2 separate regions of the Mus musculus genome follow, and region 1 is linked to region 2. Evidence: chromatin contacts called from public promoter capture Hi-C data. All regions are on one chromosome and are shown on one strand. The core of a region is the stretch at or near the end of the contact, and the rest is flanking DNA. Distances in the headings are between cores, read along the strand shown. Region 1 holds the start of Aqp8 (aquaporin 8). Region 2 holds the start of Chp2 (calcineurin-like EF hand protein 2).

What was found. Capture Hi-C pulls out chosen DNA fragments and counts their contacts.
Region 1: a contact with region 2 is called in a promoter capture Hi-C map of liver, with 2.9 times the contacts expected there. The contact joins the promoter of Aqp8 here to the promoter of Chp2 in region 2. A contact is called at or near these places in 3 of 39 promoter capture datasets (cranial neural crest, frontonasal cranial neural crest and hippocampal neurons) and 2 of 9 other capture datasets (adipose tissue and liver).

The regions. Positions count from the first base shown.
Region 1 is chr7:123,460,037-123,464,341 of GRCm38.p6, reverse strand. Aqp8 (aquaporin 8) reads right to left here and starts at 2,048. Exons shown (of 6, transcript NM_001109045.1): 1 at 1,884-2,048; 2 at 1,524-1,768; 3 at 27-153. The coding sequence starts at 1,895.
Region 2 is chr7:122,217,643-122,221,580 of GRCm38.p6, reverse strand. Chp2 (calcineurin-like EF hand protein 2) reads right to left here and starts at 2,085. Exons shown (of 7, transcript NM_027363.1): 1 at 1,803-2,085; 2 at 1,032-1,104; 3 at 842-922; 4 at 601-731; 5 at 418-479. The coding sequence starts at 1,869. It overlaps Gm51496 (a long non-coding RNA gene), which reads left to right. Exons shown (of 2, transcript XR_003946871.1): 2 at 3,508-3,862.

The DNA of each region.
Region 1 (4,305 bases), core at 799-3,298, 1.2 Mb before region 2:
GTCCTATCCCAGCAGGGACCACTCACTTTAGCCAAGGCAGCCCCAATCAGCCCTCCAAATAGCTGGGAGATCCAATAGGGAATTAGCAGCATGGTCTTGAGGCCTCCGATCACTGTGACTGCCAGCGACACAGCAGGGTTGAAGTGTCCACCGCTACAACCAAGAAGAGAAGGAAGCCATGAGGACATGCTCCAAGGCTCACCACAGGGACATCCCTTGGGAATATGTACTTCAGCCTGTCCTCCAAGCTGAGCCTGCAGGCTGGAGTCAGCCCAGTCCCTTCCATAAGCAGAAATGTGCAAATCGCTCCCGTTTTTCCACGAAGAGCTTTGTGTTGGGGTGAGAGGAGCAAAGGTAGCTGCAGATGGGTGGAGCAGGCCCTAACCCCAGGCCCTAGTTGGCCTTAGAGACAAACACATACAGAGAACATCCATGGTTTACTCCAACTCCTCAGAGCTTGTTCTGGCCTTTCAGAAATGTGGCCAAAGTGCTGTACCTACAGTCGGTACAGCTGACTGCAAAAGCAAGATGTTGGTGCGTGTTCAGCAGGCATCTCTGCCTGCTGGTCATACTCCGGGCTTCACTGAAGCTGATGCTGCCCTCTTCTGCATCACACAGCTAAACACAAGCTCAGAGGCTCGCCTTGGTTGCCCAGCCAGGAAGCCACCAGGCCTACCTAGATAGAAGGTCATGTGCCTTTCACCCTGCCCAGAACTCCTGCACCCCCACCCACCCATTTAAAGAGATAATAAACTGTCCATTGTTTCTTCCCAGAGGGCAGTAACTCAATGTCCTCACTCAGATCTGATTTCGAGTGAGATAGAGAACAGCCCTATCCCAGTCCCCCTGTCAGATGACCCAATCGGAATGTCTACCATTACAGCTGGCTCTTCTGGGAAACAGCCCACCTCCCATCAACCCATTCTACTGGGCTCCTACCCAGATAAAAAACCAAGGGATGGTCATTTTTCTGCCTCTAAAAAACAAAACAAAACAAAACACTCTTGTCAGGTTGAAGCCCCTGCACTTTCTGTGCATCGCAGTGGACAAAAACCCGGCGCTTTGCTTTTTCCAATTCACTCCCAAAGAGTAGCAGCAACAGTAGTGAATACTGAGCACCCCACGATCCCATCTCCCCAAGACAATCCCTCGGCTTTGGACACTAAGCCAGACAGCTTGAATTTGACTCCTGGCTCCACCACCTGGTAGCAAATACCTCATCTCAGTGATGTGGACTTTTCTCTTTTGCAAATATAAAACGGGAAATAACAGAACCTATTTCTTAAGTTTGTCACTAGAATCAAATATCTGAATCATGCTCAGTATAGAGCAGAGGCAATAGCTAGCAATGGGTATATGTTGGCTCGAAGCTAACTTTAACATGTAGTAACAGTATGACTCCTATTTAATAGTCTTCACAGACTGCAGAGCTAGATGACCCACCCCCACGTTTGTAAGACCATAAGTGGGTGCCCAAGAATTCCCCAGATTGGCACTAAGCTAATGATGAGGTCTGGTCTCACCTGATGTTCCCCAAGGTAGCAATGATGAGCCCCAAGGCCAGCCCATGAGCCAAGGCAGGCTGCAGGAGCCCAGTATTCGGACTATTCTCAATGACCGATAGACATCCGATGAAGATGAAGAGAGCGGAGCCCACAAGTTCCACTATACATGGTTGTACGTATTGCTCATACCAGAACACACGGCATCTGCCAGCCATGCTGGTCTTCACCTTGACCTCAGGTAGGTCCATACTACACATTGGTGTCTGCCGTAGGGGGAAAAAAAGACAGGAAACATGGGTGGCAGAGGCCCCAAGACAAAAGCCCCCACCCCCAGCCTTGACCAAATCCTTAGTGCCCTTGCCCAGGCAACAGACTCACCTCCCCAGACATCTGCTCAAGAAGATCCGAGCCAGAGCTACCAGGAGCTTCGCCGGCTGCCCTAGATTGTACTCACTTATCTCTAGGTCACAGACTGGAGGTAGAGTCTAGCGGACTCTGCGCTTTTAAAGGACTGGGGACATTCACCAAAGGTGTCCAGAAAGCAATAAAGCCCGAATGGGAGGTGGCCCAGAAGAGTCAACTTTTTTTTTCTAATCTCAACAGGGCAAGGGCCACGTGGGATCAATGATTGCTGGGCTTAGTGCCAGCAACAGGAAAGGCGTGGTTAGCTTGTATCATGTGCATGAGTGCTCAGGCCTGAGGAAGGTCCCAGCAGGAGACACTGCACACTCAGTAACAGCCAGCTCCGCTACCATTGACATTCCACCATCCTCGTGGGTCTCTTTCCCACCCAGGACCTTTTCCACAAATACCCTGATCACCTGACCCAGCGAGTGTGTGAGCTGATGATGGCTGCTGGCTGCCTAAGGCAGTAGGGACAATATGGCACTGTTGTGTATGGTAAAGCTGGTGGACTTTGGAAACCTGGGGATGAGTAGGAGTAGGACCTACGGGCTTACCTACCCAAAGCCAGGGAACCACCAGTGAGATGCACCCCTCTGCTCACACTGCCTGCACTGACACCCCAGCTCAGCTTGTACAAGCCAAGAGCTAACCACGCAATTGAGTGCCACTGAGCTCGAGTCACTTTCACTGTTTCATCGGCAAATGACAGCGACTGAGCTAATGGCATGGCATCCTTACAGGGCTTCAATGAGTGAAGAAATGAAAAGGACTCAAGGTAGCTCCAGATACAGTACAAAAATGCCAGAGTCCATGAACTCAGAATATATGTGTAAGCCCCTCATGGCGTGCGAGTGGCCAGGCCCTGCCCCTGAGGATCTCCAACTGCTATAATCACCACTCAGGTGGCCCAGCTCCGCCCTACAGAGTAAAAAGCCCAAGATCAGGATTTGAAGTCCCACTAATCCCCACCCTGGAAAGTTCTACCCTGGAAAGTTCTGTTCCCCTACCCCTAAGCCCAAAATAAAGCCTGTCTTCTGCTCAGTTCTCTGCCGCTTCTTGTCTGAGCAGAGGTAGCCACCCTCCTGGGTTTTTCCCTTCTAATAAATCTCTTGTATGAAATTTGTCATGCAGAATGGCTTTGTGGTATCCCTTGGCTCCCAACTGCCAGGAAACCTTTCCCTTCAAAGCTATAAAACTTACAGCGGGGGGGGGGGGACACCCCATGAGCTATACCAGTTCCCCTTCCCCACAGACCTGTAATACCCATATAGACACCCACGGGCAAGAGTTCATATGTATTAACGTCCACCAACCTTAGAATGCACACTCGGATGTTACAGTGCCAGCAGCTGGCTAAGAGCCTTGCATACATTGCCTCAGGTTCACCTGGAGAACACTCCATGAGGAGGGTCCAATCTTTACAGCATGCCGCAGAAGAAAAAGCACTTTTTCACGATGACAAAGCCTAAGATCATAATAACAGTGAAATGTCACAAAAGGACAATGTAAATCAAGTTATATAAGGGACCGGGACAAAAGGACAATGTAAATCAAGTTATATAAGGGACCGGGACAAAAGGACAACGTAAATCAACTTACATAAGGGACCGGGACAGTCGGGTTTGTAAATACAAAAGGAGGGATGGGGTCAGGAGGGGCTTAGTTGGTGGGATGCGTGTTTTGCACTCTGAACCCTAGGTTTGATCCTCTCCTAAGCACCCCACAGAACCTGACGTGGTGGTGCACACCTGTAATGCCGACACGGGGGAGGTGAGTGCAGGAGGGGGCATCTTAGCTACACAGAAAGGTCACCCTTAGTTACACAGAAAGGTTGATGCCAACCTGGCTATATGAGATCTTATCTTAAAAAAAAAAGTAGGAACAGGGCAGGGGGGAGGGAGACTGTGCAGTGTGGCCTAGTGGGTAAAAGTAGTTTTTCCCCAAGCTTAATAACTGAATTCTATCCTCAGGACCTAACTATGTGGTAGAAGGAGAAAACCAACCTCTGCAAGCTGTCCTCTGAGCTACACACACACACACACACACACACACACACACACACTCTCTCTCTCTCTCTCTCTCTCTAAATAGATAGATAAATAGATAAATAAACAAATTGTTTATTTGTCTGTTTGTTAGTTTGGTTAGTGGTTTCCAAAGCCTGAAGTAGAGTGATTTTTTTTTTTTTGGTTGGGGAGATGAAGACATTCTAGAGATGAGTGTTAGAGATAGATAACAAGCAGCTGAGGATAATTAACACCACTAAGCTGTACACTCGCAATAGTTAAAGTGGTCAATTTTCTGTTACACACACACTTTGCCACTTAGTGGAAGAAAAGGCTATAAACTCAACTATATCCATTAGCTTTGAAGAGACTATCAGAAGGACAGGAGA
Region 2 (3,938 bases), core at 836-3,335:
CCAGAGTCTTGGCACTAATGACATTTGGACCTAGATAAGTCCTTGATGTGGAAGGCTGTCCTAGGTGTTTGGGTGTGTATAGCAGTATTGCTGGCCCATTCCTGGTAAAAATCGATTGGGTGATCTCTTCCCGGTAATGACAACTAAGTATCTCAGATACTGGCAAGAGGCGGCATTACTCCCAAGTTGGGAATCTGAGCTCTATTCCCAGTCTCTTACCTATTTCCTCCCCACCCCTTGTCCTAACTAACCCAACCCCAGCCCATCTCAGGTCTTACCTAACACACAATCATTTGCAACCCCAGTCATCATACACACACACACACACACACACACACACACACACACACACACACACCTCCATTTAACCATCCTGCCCTGCCCACATCACATCTGATGCAGCCATGGTCTTCTGACCTGTAGCATTTCATTCCTGGAGATCTTCCCATCCCGATCCAGATCATAGAGCTGAAATGCAACTGGGAAAGGAGAGGGAAAAGGAAGTGAGGCTCCTGAGCTGACAATAAGTCCTCACCAGGCTCACGGGGGGGGGGGGGGGGGGGACGGGGGGGGGGGACGAGGGGGGGCGCACACACTCACAGCGCAGTTTGTTCATTCTGCTGTTTAGGGGTTCAGGTTGCTTGGGGTCTCGGAGTGTGGCATCTTCTTCATCTATAGGTCGAAAATAAGCCAGGACCCTGGCAAAGCCTGCGAAATACAGTCTCTGACTTCTAGAGGGACAGGGATGGAGAAGGTCAATGGTCACCCAAGCTGCCACCATCTGAAGCCTCACCTCCCACCCACGTCCATTTCCCCTCCGGTCAGCCAGTAGAGACTTCACCCGTTGGGGAAGAAGCTGTCTATAATGCGGTCACCCAGTGGATTCACAGCCAGTGCTCCGATCTGCTGGAGGTCTAGGCGGCTGTGAAGACAAAGCAAGGAAGGCAAAAAAGGAGGCAGATGGAGGTGTCAGTGAGGGGATGGGGCCAGAAAAAACAGAGGCAAAAGATCTTAAGATCTGTTCTGCTCACCTTAGGAAGCCCTTTTCATCCCTGTCCAGGGCTTGGAACCGGTGGTAGAGGCGGAGCAGGCTGGCTTGCGAGACTGCGGAGAGGAGGTGGGGATGAGTCCGCAGAGGACTCACAGGTCTTTATTGCCAGGCCCCTTGTGACTTGGGGTGCGCTGTAGAAACCCCGGCCAGGGGGCGTGGGCGAGGAACAAGAGGGCTTATTCTCATCTTTAACGCCCCCCCCCCCCAACATAAAAGGGTCTTCTATCTCTCCACCCTCAGCGCAGCTTCAACCACAAGGAAGAAGCTCACGGGCGAGGATAAAGGGAGAGAGTTACCCTTTGCAAGACCAGGTGTGTGGAGTCGACTCTGCTGGAGAAAGCTTGGCTCCAGAAAACACTAGGTTGGAGAACCCAGGAAGTTCCCAGAGCCCAGGATATAGCTCCCCCTGCATCTGTCCTCAGCTCAGCCTTCAGCCTCCAGCCGAGCTCAAAGACACCTGAGTGAATCTGGTCCATCAACCCGGACTGCCTCAAACTTGGCTCTCAGGTACCTTGCGAACCCGGACACTGGGTCTCGGTTTCCCAGCTCCAGAGGCGCAAATTCCCAGACTCAGATTCCAAACCCTCTAAGTCTCTGCGATCTGGAATACTCAAGCTACATTCTAGTGACACACACACACACACACACACACACACACACAAAACACTACACTACACTAAACCTCCTCCTGTGCCCGCCCACGAACTACTGGGCTGCGCTGACCACCACCACTACCAGCACCCATACTCACAGCCTGTCTCTCTGCGAATGTGCTCCACGTCTGGAATGAGCGCGATATGAGAGCTTCGTGAGCCCATGGCAGAGCCACAGGAGGAGACGAGCAGCCAGGGGAACCAGGAGTCCTCTGCTTCCTCTCTCCTCCCGTCCAAAAGGCGCGGCTGCCCAGTGGCCCCAGAGCCGAAGGTCACGGTCCTGGAGAGCAGCCAGAATCTAGGCGTTTTTCGCCTGCCACCTACAACTCTGGGAGAACAGAAAACAATGCCCGGAGTAGCAGGTCAGAGGGGAAGGCTGAAAACAACTGGTCGTTTCAGCCTGGAGATTGAGGTCGCCAGAGGCTGGGCAGCGATGCCAGGGCCCCGCCTTCCTCACGCCTGTGTGAGCCAGTTTTCTCCCAACACTCCCTAGACACAAACCCACCTCCTCCACAGGACCTCCCAGATCCGCTCAGCCAGTGCTGCTCACTCAGTTTAAATCCTACTGGGCAGGATGAAGATTTTCTTCTGGGGAGCAGAAGAGGGGGCAGGGGGCAGGGAGCAGGGACGGCTCCCTGGGCAGGAGGGATGGGGATGGGGAAGTCCGGGCTCCACTAAGTGGTACAGCATAGACGGGAATCCCAATTACGCTCTCCTTATTCTACATAAGGCCACGATGTTTTGTCTATGTGGGATTATCCTGTGGCTGAACTAATTCTTAAGATTCACGAAGCCTCCGGACACCAGCACTGAGGAGGTTGACGCAGGAAATTAGCCATGAGTGGGTGGCTACTCTGAGCTACATGTGTCCTAAGCCAACCTAGGCTTCCTTGTTTCTCAAAACAAACAAATGTGTTAAGATTTATCCAAAATCCAGACTCATGGATTCTCTGAGAAATCAGAAATTCTGGGGCTAACTTTGCGACTGAGTGGGATGGCATCACCTGCCATACAAGCCCAAGGCCCTGGGTTTGACACATTGCAGTGGGCTGGGGAAATTCCTAGACATTTTGATATCTCGAACAAGAGGCTATTTTCCACAGGGTTTGACACATTGCAGTGGGCTGGGGAAATTCCTAGACATTTTGATATCTTGAACGAGAGGCTATTTGCCACAGTGCCCAAACAACCCATGTTCACTCTCCCAATGTGACAACAGGTGTGTAACCTCTTAGGCTTCTCACCAGTTCCCAACACCAACAAGCTGAAGTCTGTGACCTGGCTTAAAATCCTAAACAGTCACCTCACAGTTGGCACATTCACACAGCATTCTATCAGAACATAAGCATCTGAAGAGGATGTGCTGAGACAGAAATGGAGAAGCACGGGCAGGTCATGAAGAACCGATGTCTATCTAGATCATATAGTCCATGTAACACCCAGAACCAGTATGCTAGAACTCAACTCGGAGAATTTGCAATTTTAGGGGCCCTATAAGAGCAAACTGAACACAACCTGAACTGTGGACAGGAATTTAGTGACATTCAATAAAGTATTTTTAGAAGAATCGAGGCCGAATTCCAGATTGATTCTCCTCGATGTTTGTTTTGAACAACAACATCCGTGGTAGGGTACCCTCAGGCGTAGGATGGGGCACTGTGCTGATACCTAGACAGCCCCCTGCTAACATTGTCCCACATGAACACAGGCAGGGGTGCCCTTTAACCCTTCTACCTTGGGTCCGTTTATTATCTATTAGGATGATATTAATAATGAAGCCTCCTCCTCCATTTCTGTGATTAGTGAAAGAAGAGTGTGAGGCAAGCTGGATGCAGGATGTCACACGCAGTGAGAGGCAAACAAATGCAAAAGGCAGCGTCTCATGCAACAGTACCAACAGAACAGCGCTACCAACAGAACAGCCGAACCAACAGAACAACGGTACCGACAGAACAACAGAGTCGGTTTTTTACTTCTTTGCACGCTTGACAGATTTCAACAGTAACAGTATTGCATACATTGAATGTTTCAAAGCATCTTACTTATTACTTGATCTCTAGTGTGAGAAACATAGATAATGACTAACTGGACCCTTGTTGCATCTATAAAATACTGCAGAGAACAAACAAATAATTCTACAGTATTTCTTTATCACAAATGATTGCCCCAGCACTTCTTTCTTCCGCTTCCTTTTTTGTCGTCTCGAATTTTCTAAAATAACAACTTGTTAGTCA